Linked DNA regions of Mus musculus: region 1 is linked to region 2. The links are chromatin contacts, called in public capture Hi-C maps. All regions are on one chromosome and are shown on one strand. Each heading gives the region's core, a stretch centred on a gene start, on an enhancer-like site or on the middle of the called end of the contact. The rest is flanking DNA. Distances are from core to core; before and after follow the strand shown. Region 1 has its middle 21 kb from the start of C1qb. Region 2 overlaps Lactbl1 (lactamase, beta-like 1).

The links. Capture Hi-C pulls out chosen DNA fragments and counts their contacts.
Region 1: a capture Hi-C map of embryonic stem cells shows a contact between it and region 2, with 7 times the contacts expected there. The contact joins two enhancer-like sites. A contact is called at or near these places in 1 of 39 promoter capture datasets (embryonic stem cells), 1 of 15 datasets of contacts at CTCF or cohesin (embryonic stem cells), 24 of 484 Hi-C or Micro-C datasets (the G1E-ER4 cell line, LSK cells, Th17 cells and 11 more), 13 of 115 datasets of contacts at active chromatin or transcription factors (craniofacial prominence, embryonic basal ganglia, embryonic forebrain and 8 more) and 2 of 9 other capture datasets (embryonic stem cells and pancreatic islet).

The regions. Positions count from the first base shown.
Region 1 is chr4:136,863,723-136,866,991 of GRCm38.p6, forward strand. No RefSeq gene overlaps it. Among named protein-coding and RNA genes, the nearest start is that of C1qb, 21 kb to the right of the region's middle. Within about 2 kb of position 1,604, at least 19 of the 459 cell types and tissues checked have an H3K27ac peak or open chromatin away from gene starts, as enhancers often do.
Region 2 is chr4:136,635,530-136,638,907 of GRCm38.p6, forward strand. It overlaps Lactbl1 (lactamase, beta-like 1), which reads left to right. Exons shown (of 8, transcript NM_001243262.1): 7 at 238-343; 8 at 1,571-2,581. The coding sequence ends at 2,555. Among named protein-coding and RNA genes, the nearest start is that of Lactbl1, 15 kb to the left of the region's middle. Within about 2 kb of position 1,997, at least 76 of the 459 cell types and tissues checked have an H3K27ac peak or open chromatin away from gene starts, as enhancers often do.

The sequences.
Region 1 (3,269 bases), core at 354-2,853, 230 kb after region 2:
GTGGGTGGAGCTGGAGGAGACATCTGGGCAGATTGTGGGTGTCTGGCAGCACGGCCCTGCAACAAAGCACCAGATTAGAAACACCAGATAAAAGGACTTCGTGGAGAAAGAGATGTCTGCGAAGCGGAGAATACAAATTATTTTTGGAACTTTGCTCTCATGCACCCTCTTTAAATATTGATCAGCGACATTTTTAAAGAGTTTAATGAGACGTGCCAGCACCGTTCTGAGGGCGGCATGCTCATCAGCGTGTTAAGTCCTCAAAACAACCCTCTGGAGGAGAGGTTTCTAGCTCCATTCTGCAGATAAGAAATGGGCACAGAGAGAGTAAGTAACTTGTCCAGGGTCACACAGCTAATAAGTAACGGAGCCTGGATTTGAACTCAGGAAGTTTGGCTCTTACAGTTTGTTTTAAGCCTACTTCACTTGGGCTATTTATAAAGTCCCATATGATATAGTTCTGTCTGCCAAGGCACAGTCAGCTGTAATAAAGTAATAAAGCCTCTCTCTCCAGGGCTGGGTTAGAACCCAAGCCTTTGGGCATGCTAGGCAAATGCTTTGCTACTGACCTACACACCAGCGTCTTGCTCTTGACCAAAGGCAAGCATTAAGATTTCCAAATCATTTGTTTACAGAGGACAGTTAACTACAGAGGAAGAAGGGACACACTACACAACGTTAACACAGTGAAAAAGGTACTGGGCTGAGAGGCGCATGCCTGTAACCGTGGTACTCTGGAGAACAAGGCAGGACCAGAAGGAAAAAGCAACAGCATTGTGTAGCCCAGGGTGGCCCGGAACGCATGGCTTTCCACCCGCCTCAACCTCCAGAGTTCTGGCATTCCCAGAAGAGTCACCACGCTGACCAGCAATGGGGCAGAGAGACATTTTAAAAGGGGGAGACAGACTCATTTTGGGCAAATTCGAACCTGGTGGAGCCATCACAGAGACCAACCCAAATGTTCTTTGTTTTTTGTTTTTTTCCCCTCACATTTGTGAAAGACATCCTGGGTTTGAGGGCTTACTCACGTAGCCTGCACTATTGTGAAAACAGGTCTTTAGCTGGAGAGGAAGGAGGCAAGGCTCCCAGGCTGCAGGGTATGCACAGGAAAGGACAGAGATCATGGGTATCAGGTGGGTTGCCAGGACCTGTCCCAACTCTTACCGGTCTCCTAGACTACTAGCATCAGGCATTTCTGAAACAGCTGGTGGGAGCTAGGGGTGGGGTGGGTTTTACTCTGCAAACAGGCTGTACCCATGACCCCGACCCTCTAATCCCGGGTTTTAACTGACTTCATTAACTCTGGAGGCCTCAAGGGAGAACCTCAGTCATTCCTTGTCAAACTATACTCATAAAAGCCTCCCCCACCCCCGTCTTGGGAGGTATGCAGGGGATACCGTCTTGCCCGAAGGCAGGGGATTGAACGGGATGACCCTGGACATGAACCGTTGACTGACTTGGAAAGAGCAGGATCACCCCCCACCCCCTACCCGCCTGAGGGCAGTGAGGGAGAAAACTGGGTGAGAGCAGAGCATGCTGGGTAGCCTGGCCGAGAGCAATCGGTCCAGCTGCCCACCCCCCACCGTGGTTGCCATGGCAACCGAGGGTCGAGGGAAGAGGAGAGAAGAGACCACTCCCCTTCAGACAATGGGAATCTATTCCCGGTCACCCCTGGCCTTATCTTGAGGAACTCTCCATACCCTCTGTCTGAGAATTTGGGGGAACAGTCAGTTCAGGTACAATCTGGGGATCCTCTTGAATGAAGGTACAGACAAGTTCCTCCCTCCTGAAAAATCCAGGCTCTGCTGCTCCCTTCTTTTGTAGGGCACCCAGATCCCCCAAGATGGGGCACTGAACATGGCTGTACAGGGGGAGCTTTGGGCACAGGGAGGAAGAGGCTACTCTGGGGACAGAGCGAATCTTTTATGAGTAATTTACTATCTGGAGCAAGAACACTGAGCAGAGAATCAATTTGTCAGATCAAGGAGCAGGGCTGTGCTTCTTAATGTGGGTCCGAGGGACAAATCAGAGCCATTGGGAGGCTAACCCCTTAGGGGATTCTGGGAGGAAGCTGCGTGAGACAGGGCCATGTGGCAGCTGCCTGTGTGTCCTGGATCTGGAGCCCAAAGGCTAGATGGGACAAGTGTCTGTCTGGGGGGTGGGGGGCAAGTGTCTGTCTGGGGGGATGAGTGTCGAGGCGGGGGGCAGGGGGAGCCTCCCAGACACGAGAACTACTGAGTTTGGCTTCTGCTAAATGTGAACCCGTGAGTGACTCCACCTGTCTGAATCTCAGTTTCATTACCTGTAAAATGGGATGATAACACATCCTCAGCACTGGTTCACTACATAGCGTGGGACACAGCAGGTGCTGGGACACAGCAGGTGCTCCGTGAGAGACTTGTCTTGGATATGACTCTTATGCCACCAGAAGAACCTCCCAGCAGCCTTTTAGAGCCTTGGTGTCAAAGAATCCTTCATGGTCCTTTGCACCATCCTGCTTTGGAAGGGATGGAGCAGTACGGCCTTCTTCTCATGCTGGTGACAATAGCCTTGCAAAGTGTCGATGCACAGCCGGGTCCTCATTAGGTGCTTCCAAAGAGTGGCTTGGTACCCATGTTCCCTGAGCTGAGCGGTGAGGCTCTGTGTAGGTTCTCTCTTCCCTCACGCAGTTTCCGTCCATGGGAAAATGGCCTAATGTCCTTCCCTACCTGGTGAGGCTTCATCCAGACTCTGGAAGCACCTAGAACAGGGTTTAGAGGAAGGAGACCATGCTAGCTGTCTTCTTTATGGTAAATTTTGCCTTTGAGCAAAGGGACCCCAGACCCCCTCCACAGCCTCACAGCATCTCAGAGCCACACTGCAGGTCACCTTCACTGGGCCCAGGCTGTGATGGGGGGACTTAGGCCCTAGGCCTGGCTTTCTATCTCCTCAGGCTTCCAACAGCTCAAGAGCTTCTGTCAGGAGAGTCTACACTGTGTTAACTCTAGGCAAGGACACTTCTCCTTAGCACACTCTTGTGTGTGCCAGAGCTCTGGTGGCCATACTCTTACAGACTGGGAAAATGTGTCTCAAAGGGAGAAGGGGTAGCTCTCAAAGCCCTATGGGGGGGCGCTCGGGCTAGGACTGGCCCTTCTGCATGCCAGGCTGCCTCTGTGGGCTGGTCAGTCAGGCCCAATGCCACCCGTGTCAATTACTTCCATATCACTGTGACCAAATTGCTGGCCAAAGCAATTTAAGCAGGAGGGGTTTATGATGGCTCGGAGTTCATG
Region 2 (3,378 bases), core at 747-3,246:
TTTCAGGATGTAGTAAATGCCTGTGGAAGGGCTGGGCTTTGTGGTATCTGCCGGCAATCCCAACACTTGGGAGGGAGAGTAGAGAGAAGAAAGAGACAAGAATGTTTGCTTCTAGGAAGGGGAGCTGGTGGCTGGCTGCAGTGGGAGGCATGGGGGAAATGACTGAGTGTTGTTCTAGGGAAGGGACTTCTCTAGCAGTGCACAGGTCCTGCAGGTCTGACCACTGCTCTTTCCCAGGACTTCCCCGAAGACTCCGGGGCACTTCACTGCTGTGGAGGGGCAGCACCCAGGAGGCTCTGAGCCTGCTCAAGGATGATGTCCTGGTGGCTGACCCAGGAACCAGGTGAGGAGCGTGCCCTGAAGTCCAGCCACACATCCTACCAGATGGTCAGAGTCAGGAAGGTTCTGGGGATCGCTGAATAGAGTCCATCAGATACCCAGAAAGACTAAAGCCTGTAGGGGCAAGCATAGCAAGGTTTGGGAGAGCTGGACCCAGAACCCAGGTCTGTTCCAGTCTCCCTGTCCCTCATCAACTGGATTTATTAAGAGTCTACTTGGGGGTTGGAGAGATGGCTCAGCAGTTAAGAACTGGCTGTTCTTCCAGAGGTCCTGACTTCAATTCCTAGCAACCACATAGTGGCTCTCAATAATGGGATCTGATGCCCTCTTCTGGCACACAGGTGTACATGCAGACAGAACATTCTTATACATAAAATAAATAAATCTTAAAAAAACAAAAAAGAATCTACTTAATCATAACATTTGGGAAGCAGAGACAGGGACTAGAGAGATGCAGGCCAGTTTAGGTTACACAATGAGATTTTCTAAAGCAACCAACCAAAACCAAAAACAAGACACCAGAAGCAATCAAGGAGACTGCATCTGGCTACAGCAGCAAACACATCTTAAGTTAGGTTTTTACTGCTGTGTAGAGACACCATGACCAAAACAACTTTTATAAAGGAAAACATTTCATTTGAAGTTCAAATGGCTTACAGCTTCAGAGGTTGAGTCCACTATCATCATAATGGAAAGCAAGGCAGTGTGCAGGCAGATAGGGTGCTGGAGGAGCTGAGAATTCTACATGTTGAGCTGAAAACAGCAGAAGGGGATTGTAATGCCATACTGGGCGGAGCTTATGCATAGGAGGCCTCAAAGCCCACCTACAATTCCTCCAATGAGGCCACACCTCCTCCGATGAGGCCACACCTCCTAATAGTTCTACTTCCCAAGGGCCAAGCAAATTTAATCCACCACAATGACGAAGGCCCTTTTTACAGTTTGCACTGGTGAGGGAGTCACAGCGAAGAAATAAACGACACAAATAGAGTTTTGCCATGATGGATATCAATAGTAAACAGTTAAAGAAAGGTCTGACCTATGAACAGGAAGTTTAGCTTTGCGAACTTGGGGTAGGGAGTGAGGGATAAGACAAGTGGACAGGGCCAGATTTCCCTCTGCTTCGCCAAATACTAGACTGGCCTTGCTTCCTTTCTCTCCCTCCTGGTGCCACCACACTGTCCTGGAGATCATGTAGAGCACCCTATCCTTGCCCCCTTTCTCCCTCCAGATGCCACTACAGCACGCTGGCCTTCTCTCTCCTAGCCCATGTGCTGGCTGCGCACAGGGCACAGGGCGACTATGAGCGCTGGGTGTCTGAGCAGGTGCTGGAACCGCTGGGGATGAGTGACACCGGCTTTGCACTGACAGGAACAGTGCGTGCACGTCTGGCTGCTGGCTTCTATGGCAGCGGCAGGTCCGCCCCGCTCTACGATCTGGGCTGGTACCGGCCATCGGGCCAGATGTACTCGACAGCTGCAGACCTGGCCAGGCTTGCGGCTGCGCTCCTGGGTGCAGGTCCCCGACGGCTGCTACGGCCCGACAGCCTGGCCACATTGCTAGCACCACTACGCGCCTGCGCCCACGGCTACTTTGCTAGTGAAACCGGTACACCCTGGGAGTTCCACGAGAGGCGTGGATACCGCGTGGCGCGCAAGGATGGCGACTTGGACGGCTATGCCGCCAGCCTGGCGCTCGTGCCACCGCTGCGCTTGGGATTTGTGCTGTTGCTAGCCGGGCCTCGCCCTCCCACGCGCGACCTGGTGGCTGACGCCCTGGATACGCTGCTGCCAGCCCTGGAGCGCGCATTGCGAGAGGCTGAGCTTGCCCCCGCGCCCCCGCCCCGCGCGCGCCCGTTCGCTGGCTTTTTCACCTTCGCCAACCGCACCTTCTACGAGGTGCGCGCCGCCGGGCCGCGTGGCGAGCTGCGCTTGCGCCAGTTTGGGCCGCGCGTGGAGGCGCTCGTGCCCGCCGCCTTCCGATCGCTCGCCCTGCGCCACGTGCGCGGCCGCGTCTTCCAGTTGCACGTGGCGCGCGAGTTCCCGTGCGCGCTGCCGCTCGCCGACGCCTGGTTGTCTCTGGAGTCCCAGCACGGCCAGCTGGTGCGGTTCTACCCACTGGATCGCCACGGGTTGGCGCCGGGCTTCGACGTACCGGGCCTCAACACCTACGGAGTGCTGCGCTTGCCACGCAGGCCAGTGTTCAGCTCCCAGTGAGCTGGGCATCCCTACGTGCATGCGCCCACACATGCCTTTGCATTGCCCATGCTTGCAACCCCTATGCGGGCCTCCAGCCTTCCCATGCCCACCTGCAGCTTTCCTTTTATCTGCAGCCTCCCTGTCTCCTCAACCCCCCCCCCCCCAACCTCCCCCTAACCCCATAGCTTCTCATGCTTGCAGCCTCTCTTTCCCCACACTGCCTGACAACCTCTTGCTCACCCCCATCCCCGTGGCAACCTCCTCTGCCTTTGGCCTCACCCCACTTGAGCCTCTTCATACCCGCAACCTCCCTTGTATGGGGATCTATCCCACTCCAGCGGTCCCCTTCCTCCAGCTTCCTACCGGGGCTTGGCAGGGAGACCAACCAGAGGACACAGTAGTTGGCAAAGTGGAGTCTTCTTGGACCACAGCTGGTTTCAAACTCCCCTTACTCACCTGAGAGGAAGAGTTAGTTATACAGGAATTTCAGTAAGCATTTAAACATTTAGGTGTTGTCCAGACCCGATAATACAGACCAGTGCTTGTGTCTGTTGAAAAAAAGGACAAAAGGCCAGGATCGGTGTCTCTTAAAAACTACTCTTATCGGGCTGGGGTGGGGTGTTGCTCAGAAAATAGAGAGCTTGTGCAGGACCCTATAAACACAGTGAGGTGGTTCCCACCTGCGACTCCACGATTGGAGAGGAGGAGGTGGGTGAATCAGAAGTTTCAGGTCACAGGAGACACTTTTAAAAAGAACAACAGTTTTTGTTTCTAATTGAGTTATAATGTGCCTAAAACTAAAGGCACCATCAGGTTTGTTTAGGCATTTATTTAGTAGGCC